Linked DNA regions of Mus musculus: region 2 is linked to region 1. A link is a contact called in public Hi-C data. All regions are on one chromosome and are shown on one strand. Each heading gives the region's core, a stretch centred on a gene start, on an enhancer-like site or on the middle of the called end of the contact. The rest is flanking DNA. Distances are from core to core; before and after follow the strand shown. Region 1 has its middle 17 kb from the start of 4932438H23Rik. Region 2 overlaps Ifnar1 (interferon (alpha and beta) receptor 1).

Evidence for each region. Hi-C and Micro-C count contacts between places; a contact is called where the count stands out from the background.
Region 2: a contact with region 1 is called in a Hi-C map of cerebellum, with 2.1 times the contacts expected there. The contact joins two enhancer-like sites. A contact is called at or near these places in 1 of 39 promoter capture datasets (frontonasal cranial neural crest), 37 of 484 Hi-C or Micro-C datasets (B cells, CD4 T cells, the CH12 cell line and 23 more) and 2 of 9 other capture datasets (embryonic stem cells and liver).

The regions. Positions count from the first base shown.
Region 1 is chr16:91,083,146-91,088,655 of GRCm38.p6, reverse strand. It overlaps a transcript of 4932438H23Rik not described here. Among named protein-coding and RNA genes, the nearest start is that of 4932438H23Rik, 17 kb to the right of the region's middle. Within about 2 kb of position 3,030, at least 42 of the 459 cell types and tissues checked have an H3K27ac peak or open chromatin away from gene starts, as enhancers often do. A contact at or near this core is called in cerebellum, where this site is marked.
Region 2 is chr16:91,502,929-91,508,438 of GRCm38.p6, reverse strand. Ifnar1 (interferon (alpha and beta) receptor 1) reads right to left here. Exons shown (of 11, transcript NM_010508.2): 10 at 4,912-5,054; 11 at 1-3,384. The coding sequence ends at 3,028. Among named protein-coding and RNA genes, the nearest start is that of Ifnar1, 20 kb to the right of the region's middle. Within about 2 kb of position 3,123, at least 14 of the 459 cell types and tissues checked have an H3K27ac peak or open chromatin away from gene starts, as enhancers often do. A contact at or near this core is called in cerebellum, where this site is marked.

The sequences.
Region 1 (5,510 bases), core at 1,781-4,280:
ATCCCTGGGTTTCCCACCAGAAGTAAATGCGAAGGTCCGCTGCTAAAAAACACCACCTCCTTTGCTTACAGAACCCAGAGACGCCATGGCGGCGATTAACTGGACGCTTCTTCCTTGCTATCTGGCTCTTGTAGTGCTGAAGGTGCTGTAGGGACCTCAAAGTTAGCTCACAAGACCAAGTTCTCAGCATAAAGGAAGTTTATTTGCCCTAGAGGGACAACGGGCAGGGACAAAGGACAAAGATACAGGAGACAGAGGATGAGGGAGAAGGGGAAGGGAATAAGGGAGAGGAGGGAGAAATATTTGTCCTGGGGTAGACAAAGGACTGCCATTGGATAAAGACGAGACAGACATGGCCTATAGACAAATGGCGGTTTATAAAGGTAGAGTGAGTTGGTTAGTTTGAATTGAGCATGTTAATAGGTGAGCCAAAGGGAACTTTTAATTGCTGAACTTCAATATTTTGATAGCAGGACCTTGGTAGTCAGCCTCAAGAAGAGGAAGTGGCCAAATAACGGAATGGACCTTGGGGTCTAGCTTAGGAATGTAATGATTTTCAGCAAGGAAGAGGAAAGGGGGTAAAAGAATGAAAACTGTTTGCAATGTCTGCATGTTTGGGCTGTTAGGGCTCCTGCAGGTGCTCTGTGGGCTGCTGGGGGTTTGGGGGGTGGTCTGCCATGCTCAGGCCTGTTAGGACCCTTTCAGGTGCTCTGTGGGCTGCTGGGGTGGGGGTGGGGGTCGTCAGTACTCTTTCCCAGCTGTGTTCACCCTACAAGCTACAAAATCAACCTGCCAGACATGTGTCCCCTAGTGAGACAGCGACGTGGTTATTTGAAGGCTAACTCTATGTTTTCTGGTTGCACTTGATTGAGGCTTGCTCCCCAGAAGAGGATTCACGGGGAGTATTGTAAACCTGGTCAAACGCTGTTGGGGGTAACAGGCCTCAGAGGGGAACCTAGCACTGGATTCTAAAGGGACACAGTATCAAACTGTCTCCTGAGCTGATACTCATAAACCAGTGCTGTTCCCAGCGGGGTAAGCCAAAGCTGCTGTTCGCAGTGCATGACCGTGAGTGAAAGCCGATTGTCTTAGGGCTGCTATTGCTATGGTGAAATGCCACAACCAGAAGCACTCCATTTGCCTTATATTTCCACACTGTAGTTTGTCACCAAAGGAAGTCAAGACAGGAACTCAGAGCTGGAACCTGGAGGCAGGAACTGATGGAAGAATGCTGCTTAGAGACTTACTCCTCATGACTTGCTCAGATTGTTATATGATAAAAATTATATACAATACAAAGTGTGTATATAATAAAAGCATATATAATTAAATTATGTATTTTATATATATATATGTATGTGTATGTGTATGTATGTATGTATGTATTTTGTGTGTATGTGTCCTGGAATTCACTATGTAGCTCAAACTCACAGGGATTCTCCTGCCTCTGTCTCCCAAGTCCTGGGATTAAAGGTATGTGCAACTATGCCTAGTTTTAGCCTGACTTCTTAAAGAACCCAGGACTGTCAGCTCAGAAATAGCACCACTCACAGTGAGCTGGACCCGCCCTCATCAATTGCTAATTAAGAAAATGCCCTACAGATGGGTCTTAAGGAGTTATTTTCTCAATTGAGTTTCCTTCCTTTCAGATGACTCCAGCTTGTGTCAAGTTGATAGAAAACTAGCCCCCTAACTGACCACAGTATTTCAAATAAGTAACTGCTGAGTGTTCAGTTCTAGATGAGATTGCTCTCTCATCCCCTTCAAGGCCCAGAGAATAACCTGAAGAGGAAGTAGAAGAGACAGTGAGACTGGGCTGGGAAATGCTGGCTTCTAGTTAGGGTGTGGCGGTTGCCATTATCTGCTCCCAGCAGCTGGGTTTCCTGCTGAAGAGCTGCACAAGATGGGTGGGGCGGCTCCTGGGCCCTCCTCTCCTTGAAGAACTCTTGGCTTTCCTTAGCAGAATGGTCACTGGTCACTTGCTTCGTCCAGGCTTCACACACCCAACCCTGATTGATTTCCATGGGTCACCAAAAAATAAAAGCAGCAAAGCAAACGAGCAAAAAAAAGACACAAAACCAGGAGAGGAACCTTCTGGAAAAAAGAATGTGTGTGGATGGAATGAGAGAGGGTAAAGTTGTGTGTGTGTGTGTGTGTGTGTGTGTGTGTAAGTTATCAAAATACACTATATGAAATTGTCAGAGAATTTTTTTAAAACGTACGACTTATTTAAAAGGAGTTTCATACACTCACACAGTTTCACCTTAGTTTATGATCTTCTCAAAATATGCTGCGATATCCTATGATCGGGAATCTCCCAGGCAAACAGAATATGTTTTGTTGTTGATACTTATTTCAATATAGTAATAAGAAGGTCATTTTTGAGTTATGATTCTAAATAGACACTTAATAGCAGTGTAATTTGGAGCTTTTTCAAAATAGTTCCATGAGGATTTTTTTGTTTTATTTTATATGCATCTATGTGTGTCTGCATACTATGCGCAGTGCAGGTCCCCCAGAAGTCAAAGAGAGTGTCAGATCCTCTGTGATTAAAGTTATGAGCAGTTGTGAGCTGGCATGAGGATTCTAGGAACCAAACCCAAATCCTCTGCATGAGTTGCAGGCAGCCCTCCACCTCCAAGCTCAGGTTTCCAAAAGATGCCTTTGAATCCTTACTTATCTCTGTGCGATGAGATGCGCTCTCCGCATCTTACAAAGAGGAAACAACAGTGAAGGAATTTGGAATATGTTTACAGTCCCGGTTTTAAATCTTATTTCCCCTTGCCCCCTTCCCCACGCCCCGAGTTTTGCGCTCTCTCTCTCGCTCTCTCTCTCTCTCTCCCTCTCTCTCTCTCTCTCTCTCTCTCTCTCTGGTATTTCTCAAATCCTCTGCAGCACAAGAGCCCTGCCGTTTCTCAGTCTGATTCTGAGGCACGTCGAGGCCAGTTGGTTCCGCTAGTTGCTTCATTAGCAGAGCAAGCTACAGTGTGCACATCACCCTGTTCGAGCGTGATTAGCTTCCAGTAAACAGGTAAACAGGACAGGGAAGGATTTCGACATGTTTGCACCAGGACGAGGATACGAGGACAGCTTTAAAGCAGACTCATACATTTCCAGCTACCGCCAGGAGAGCATGTGCGGAGACAGGAGAGGCCAGCCCCGAAGCCTACCAGGAGCAGTGAGACGCTAAGAAACATGTGGCGCACTTGGAAGCAACTGATTGTTTACAATCCAAACATCTTTCCTCATACTTCAAGCACCATCGTATCACATAGAAAATAACAACAGCCTGTCAAGAGGAAGCTGGGCTGAGCATGGGCATGCCACTCTGCAGTCTGCAGGGTGGGCGTGTGGGGCTGGTTGCTGGGGCTCTGTGGGGGGTGGGAGGGAAAGGTGGGAGCGCCTGTGTGTAATTGCAGCCATATTGATTTCATTGGGGCATAATGCCACACTGGCAACAAAGCTCAAACACGAGAGCGCCCCCGAGCCCTCTAGGGAGAAATCAGAGCCCGAAGGGCAATCTCTCTTGCCAGCATCGGGCTCTGCCAGGTTCGCTCAGATCATTTGGCATGGAGCCCTTTCTACCCATCTGCCAAGAGGGGACTTGGCTTTCCGGTCCAGCTCTAGAGCTGTGAAGGCGCTGAAGAACATGCAATAGGTAAACGAGGTGATAATTTGCCTCGCTGCTAGACCCATCTCCCCTACTCCTGACAGATCTTTGATCGGGTATGCACGTGCCTAAATACCTTCCTGTCTGACTACCTGTCCTTCTGTTAGCCAGTCAAGCCTTTTCTCTTACATAAGCTCTGGCTGCCTGCAGTTATGGCTCAACCGCAAAATCATGGGGACAGGGATGGGACGTAGCTACTCACTCACTCTTAAACCAAGTCTAACCGCATCCCCAGGGCCCTCCAGGAGTTAGTGCCAAGCCCTTTGGCCTTCAGTTTTTGTCCCTGAGGCTTAGGTTCAGGACTGGGACTGCTGGGGTTTGCCTGGTGGGTACTGGGGAGCACCAGACCCCAGATCCATCTCCTGGGGCAGTGGCCCCTCCTTGCTGTGAACTAAAACCAGTTGCTTCTCTAGGATTTCCTAACTGGTACAGCTAAGGCACAGAGAGGAAATGGGAAAATTCGAAGCGACCACAAGCATGCAGCAGACGGAGGGACTTCTCGTTCCTTCTGAGTAACTGCAGCTCTCACAGAGCTGGAGTGGAAATGGCTTTTCAGAGGGATGTGCCTGGAACTGCCCACACCATAGCCTCTCCTAGAACACGGCCATCATTTCCCCCACAGTCTTCGTGCTCCTGACCACCCATCCTTGTTTATTTAACTTCTTAATTATTAGCTTCACCTTCTGTACCCATCCGTCCCAATTACAAAGTCCTCTTATTTATGTGAATTGATGGGGACCCTCCTGAGGACCCCAAATGTCATTTTCTGTTAAAAATCTGGTGAGGAAAAAAATTACAAAATATTCATGCAATTAATTATCTTTTGGTTGATAAAAATCACGTTTTAACATATAGCGATGGGCTAGAGAGATGGTTCAGAGGTTAAGAGCACTGGCTGCTCTTCCAGAGGTCCTAAGTTCAATTCTCAGCAACCACATGGTGGCTCACAACCATCTGTAATGGGATCTGATGCCCTCTTCTGGTATGTCTGAAGACAACAACAGTATGTTTGTGTGTGTGTGTGTGTGTGTGTGTGTGTGTGTGTGTGTAACCAATCCTTTTTAAAAAGCTATGTCGCACGACCCCACATAGTTCAATTTTTAAAAAGCATTACTCCCAAATCAGACCATTTCTGGGTTGTGACGTCCTCTTCGGTAGTGACATTGCACGTGGTTGTGTTTGGATGTTGTTTACTGCTGTGTAGTTTCTGAGATGAGGACTCACTACATCGTACACATGGACCTCAAGCTCATGCCCCCCCCCCCCGCCTCTGCCTGTCAAGGGGCTGGGTTTGTAGGCATGCAGCACTGTGCCCAGACTGACTTCTTAGATTATTATTTAACACACTCCCTTGTTCTGGCCAGAGGTTGATGTCAGAACGTCTTCCCTTATTTGCATCTCCACATCATCTTTTGAAAGAGGTCTTTTCACTGAACCCAAAGCAGTGTGCTGACTTGAGACCCAGCAGGGCCCTCCCGCCTCTGCCCCTCAGTACTGGCTCCGGCTGTTATGCCAGCTTTTAGGTGGGTGCTGGGAGTCTGAATTCAAGTCCTCCTTCCTACACAGTAACCAATTCATCCACAGAGGCATCTCTCCAGCCCCCATGTTCTCTTGGCTTTATTTCTTCATATTTTCCAAATTCTGTGAGAACAAATGAGTTCATAGTAGGGGGAAGTGTTTGATTGATAGGATGACAACAGAAAAACTAATATCTGTGGGGCTTTTTTTTTTTTCTCTCTGTGGTGCTGGGGATCTCGAACCTCAGGTCTTGTGAATGCTAAACAGGGTTTTATCATGGAGCCACACCTCCAAGGCATTTCCTATGTGCTTGGCATTGTAG
Region 2 (5,510 bases), core at 1,874-4,373, 420 kb before region 1:
CACATGCTCCACTATGTTCATAGCAGCCTTATTTCTAATAGCCAGAAGCTGGAAAGAACCCAGATGCCCCTCAACAGAGGAATGGATACAGAAAACGTGGTGCATTTCCACAACAGAGTACTGCACAGCTATTAAAAACGATGAATTCATGAAATTCTTAGGCAAATGGATGGATCTGGAGGATATCATCCTGAGTGAGGTAACCCAATCACAAAAGAACACACACAATATGTACTCACTGATAAGTGGATACTAGCCCCAAAGCTCCAAATAACCAGGATACAATTCACAGACCACATGAAGCTCAATAAGAAGGACGAGCAAAGTGTGGGTGCTTCTGTCCTTCTTAGAAGGAGAACAAAATACTCACTGGAGCAAATATGGAGATAAAGTGTAGAGCAGAGACTGAATGAAAGGCCACCCATAGATTGTCCCACCTCGGAATTCATGCCGTACAGCGTTACCAAACCAGACACTGTTGTGGGTGCCAAGAAGTACATGCTGAAAGGAGCCTGATATGGCTGTCTCTTGAGAGGCCCTGCCAGAGCCTTACAAATACAGAGGTGGATGTTAGCAGCCAACCACTGGACTGAGCTCGGGGTCCCTAATAGAGGAGTTAGAGAAGGGACTGAAGGCATTGAAGGGGTTTGCAACCCCAATAGGAAGAATAATATCAACTAACCAGACTCCCCCCAACCCCCCACTGCCCCAGAACTCCCAGGGACTATGCCATCAACCAAGAAGTACACATAGCTCAAGCTGCATATGTTGCAGAGGATGGCTTTGTCATGGATCAATGGAAGGAGAGGTCTTTGGTCCTATGATGGCTTGATAAATAACCCAGTGTAGGGGAATCAAGGGCAGGGAAGTGGGAGTGGGTGGGTGGGTGAACACCCTCATAGAAGCAGGGGAGGGGGGATGGGATAGGGGGCTTCTGGGAGGGGGGTAAATCAGGAAAGGGGATAACATTTGAAATGTAAATAAAGAAAATATCCAATAGTAAAAAAAGAAAAAAAAGGATGTATTTATTATTTTATATATGAATACACTGTAGCTATCTTCAGACACACCAGAAGGGGGCATCAGATCCTATTACAGATGGTTGTGAGCCACCATGTGGTTGCTGGGAATTGAACTCAGGACCTCTGGAAGAGTGGTCAGTGTTCTTAACCACTGAGCCATCTCTCCAGCCCGTGGTGTTTCTTTTTTTCAAAAAGGTTTGACTTCTCTGTGTACAACTGTCTTTGCTTACATGTCTTTGCTTACATGGCCTTGTGCACCCCTGGAGTCTGAGGCAACCAGAAGCACTCTGTGGGTGCTGGGGACAGAGCTCAGATCCCAGACAAGAGCAACCTGTGCTCTACCCGCTGAGCCAGCTCTTCAGGCCTGTGTGCATGGCATTCCTTAAGAACATGTGCCTGCACAGGAAACCCCGGTCACACCAAAAGCAGGCGGTGTGCCGTGAAAAGGGTCATGGAGGCTGTCTTGAAGTGTGCAGGTAGAACTGCTCGCCCAGAAGGCCAGGCTCAGGTGAAGCCCCCTCCTTACCCGCTGCTGCAACCGATAGCTGCTTTGGGCTTCACCCTGAAGACCTGTGTCACAGTTGTTGAGAGATGAAAGAGTGCCAACTAACAACTTCCCGCTAGCATCTGGGCCTTCCTTGGCCACGTCCTCGGAGGTCTTGTTTCTTCACAGGCTGTCCTGGCAGAAGGAGCTTTTCCGCCGTGAACAGGGCTGGGCCGTGCTGGGTAGAATTATTAAAGCGTGGCACCAGATTTGAGTTGTGTGGCCATTTTTCTGGGTATCAGCGTGATTGCAGACCGCGATGACCATGCCCTCTACAGAGGAGCTGGAGTCCTTCAAGTACAGGAACCTGCAACATTTAGCCAAAAGGCTGGGTCTCCGGGCTCCCCTGTGGGCAGACAAGCTGTTCAGAGCCTTGAAAGCACACCCGAACCCAGAAACCGGGCAAGAAAATAAAACTCAGGATGAAAATCAATCTGCATTCTCTCTCTGTTGAGGAGACTGAGATACAAGGTAGTAGTGAGGAGCAAGCTGTCTACCCCAGTCAAAAGCTCTTTTCTATCAAAACTTTCAGACGTAATTTGTGTAGTGTCTCTTGTGTGCTATATCTGAGAATATGTTATCACCTAAAAGTTAAAAAAAACAAAACAAAACAAAAAAACCAAGATTGATTACAAAGGCGCAGTGCAGCGAGCAACAAGCTCGATTGGGGCAGGGCTATGACTCCTCTCTCTTCCTTTTTGGCCTGCAACTGAGTCTGCCCTGGAGCCACCAGCACTGCTGGATGTCCTGCCTACCGAAGATGCTCATGGAGCATTCATCTAAGGTCACTTATAGGCGCCTGCAGGCAGCACTGTGCCGTCGAAGCTGTTCCCTCACCCCAGGACCCAACACTTTGTTTTTTAAGTACCTGGAGCTGGGAAGGGACCTGAATAGTGCCGGACAGAGGACAGGGTTCGGCCTGGTTTTATAAGTACCACGGGAAGGCTACAGAGAGCAGCACAGGGCCTTCACACAAACACTGACTGGACACGGTCTTCTTTCACCATCAGGTTCACTAGCTTCTCTCTTACTGAATGGTTCATGCCTGCTTTTTGTCCCTGGCATTTTCTAGTTCTGCAAGTACTAGAGTACAACGGGCACACCCAGGCCACACTGAGATCTTAAACAACGCCAGCTCCTCCAGTTAGTGTCCCCTTTCTCCATGGTTTCAGTGACTTCTGGTCAGAAGCCACGGCTGTGGTGAGGTATGGGTTAGGAAGCGCGGCTGTAGACAATGGTACCTGTGACACACTGAGGGGCTACGGCAGGATTAAAAATCGGAATGTTCTAAATGTCACCTAGAGGACAAACACCGAGACAGAACCACCAGATGCCTGACATCAGTGAGCCTCATCTGTGGCACAAACAGCACCCAGGGCTTCCAGCTGGCAGCAGAAGCTGGCAGCCACTTCAGATAAGTCTGTCTCCTCCACACGGCCCCCAGCCTGGGCCGAGCACCTGTCAGCAGAGAAGAGCTGGCTCTGTCCTCAGGGCTGGGCTCTGAAGATATTTTTCATTTCCCAGGAAGCAGGTCCCGTCTTCCAAGGTCCCAGGAGGGCTAGGCACGCTGCATGGCCCCCCGCAGGGAGCTTTGGAGAGCACAGCTTGGCCGCTCTCGGTGCCCACACTCTCCTCCTCTTCGTTGGAATAGTTGCCCGAGTCCTGGCTGGTCTGTGAGCTGTACTTCCTGAGGTCCTCCTCAGGCGCGTGCTTTACTTCTACAGCGACCGTGTCTGTATTCTCAATGATGAAGCATCTTTCCGTGTGCTCCTCAGCCGTCAGAAGTACAAGGTTTTTTGAAGGCGGCTCAGAGAAAAACTGATGGTAAAAGGGAAGGAAAACAGGTTGTTTAAAATAAACCCTGCATCTCCAGCTCTAGCTTCTGTTTTATGTCCAGCCTTTCGGAGTGTGCATCACGACATATGAGCTATCCCGGGAATGACTGTGAGGCTCAGAAGGCACAGCAGGCCACCGGGCTCAAGGCCATTTTTGGGTAAACCTGTGAAGAATCCTCACACAGGCACTGTGCTGCCAAGGGTGGGTTAGGGGTGCTGGGATCACAGACATTTTGAAGTGACAGCCCAGTTCTCTTGCACTCAAAAGCACAAGTGAGAGACGGAGGTCACCCTGTTGCCTAGGTGGTAAGGGGCTGGTTATACCTGTGTCACAGCTGTAGCTATCAGAGCACAAAGGGGAATTAAAAACTCTAGCAGGCGGCAAGCATGTGCTGAACTCTGAACTCTGGGCTTCTACAGCTCATGGCCTAGCTTCTTTTACAGAGCTTGCCCAGTGTTATGCCCTGGCTCCCAGGATCTAGGGCAAGGCCTTCCCCACTCAGTGCCATCATTTCAGGTGCTATCATCAGAGGAGTCCTAAGCAAAACACGCAAGCACCATGAAAGGAACTCATGGCTTTTGTTATTCCTGTTTCTGTGACTTCATCTAGGGCACCACGTGAAGACAGATGGATCATAGGATTTATGATATGGTATGATAAATCTCACAGATGGGACATGGCAACAAAAAATGCCACAATAGGCAGAGACAAGACATTATTCAGACTGTAACATACACTTCATTACAACAGCCATGTGCTGCTGCTGAGAGCAGACTATGGGAACAAGGTGGCCCCTTGTCTCAGATTGAAACATGTTTATCTCAAGTGTCCTCCAAGACTGACTGTCTTGGAGCAAGCTGGCCTTCTAGCCCTGTGACCAGGACATAGGAGAAGAGCAAGAAGGCACCGAGGTCCCTAGTGACTATCCCCTTGTATCAAGTGCCTGTGTGGGAACAGGAAGCCGGAATGAACAGTGCTCCCTGGTTATTTCCTGGAGAGGTCCTAAGTGCCAGAGTGATGTTGTATCACCTGCTGTCCACGTTCACTCCTGCTGCTGCACACTTCAACGTCCGCCCTGAGGCTGACTCCAGCTGCTGCAGACCACTTCTGAACACACCAGCTCTTCTGCATTAAGTCACTGGTTAACATTCTCAAGCGTGTTTCAGAGGCAGGGTCTCACTGAGCAGCCTCTGACCCTCAATTCACCACCATGCCTGGTTTGGGGCAGGGCCGCTCTCTAGCCCTGCTGGCCTAAGCCTCTTTTGTTTCTTGGAGATGCAATCTGCTACTCAGCTCATACTGGCCTCAAACTCACTGCAAATCTCCTACCTTAGCTTCCTGGGTTTTATAAGCATGCACTACCACACCAGGCTTCTAATGTCACTGAAATTCTGCACAAACAATCACACCAGACTGACAACTTTTTGGATATCAAGAAAGCAAATATCATCTGCAGAATCCAAACATTTGCTCCCCATTTCCTAGTGGATGACAGGGAGAAAAACATACCTCATCAATACTGCGGGGAGGCTTGAGTGGTGGGAAGCACACATGACACAGGTATTTCCAGACGCTCCTCAAAGCATAAAGGACCATGACAGAGAAGAACACAACACCTAATCCAGTTATAATCCAGATCGTGGAAAAACTTCCTAAAATACAAACAGTATGAGCGTCAGCACATTGCTTATGAGAGCAGCCATACGAGAGGAAATGCAGAGTGGCCTGAAAACCAATTTTGGGCACTTGGTGCACTGCGGTGGTCAGTGACAGTCACAGGTGACGATGACCTGAGAACTGACCCTGGAGATGAAGACATGACCTGTAAGAACAGAGGTCCCAACAGCTGGTGTCCCCAGCCCTGCACAGAGCAGAACTGGCAAGACAGTTGGTGTCTAAGCCTCTTCCTATTGCTACCAGGAAGTAAACTACTAACAAGACTGAGCACAGGTGTATCCAAGCCTTCTTAACAGACAGCTCCACTTCCTCAAGTTCATTAAAGACATTACAAGTGAGTGCTCTGACTGCTCACCAATGATCAATAACTAGTAGCAGTGAATTATTTAACACTAGATGAGAAAGTAAGCAACAATAAGCACGGACCACAC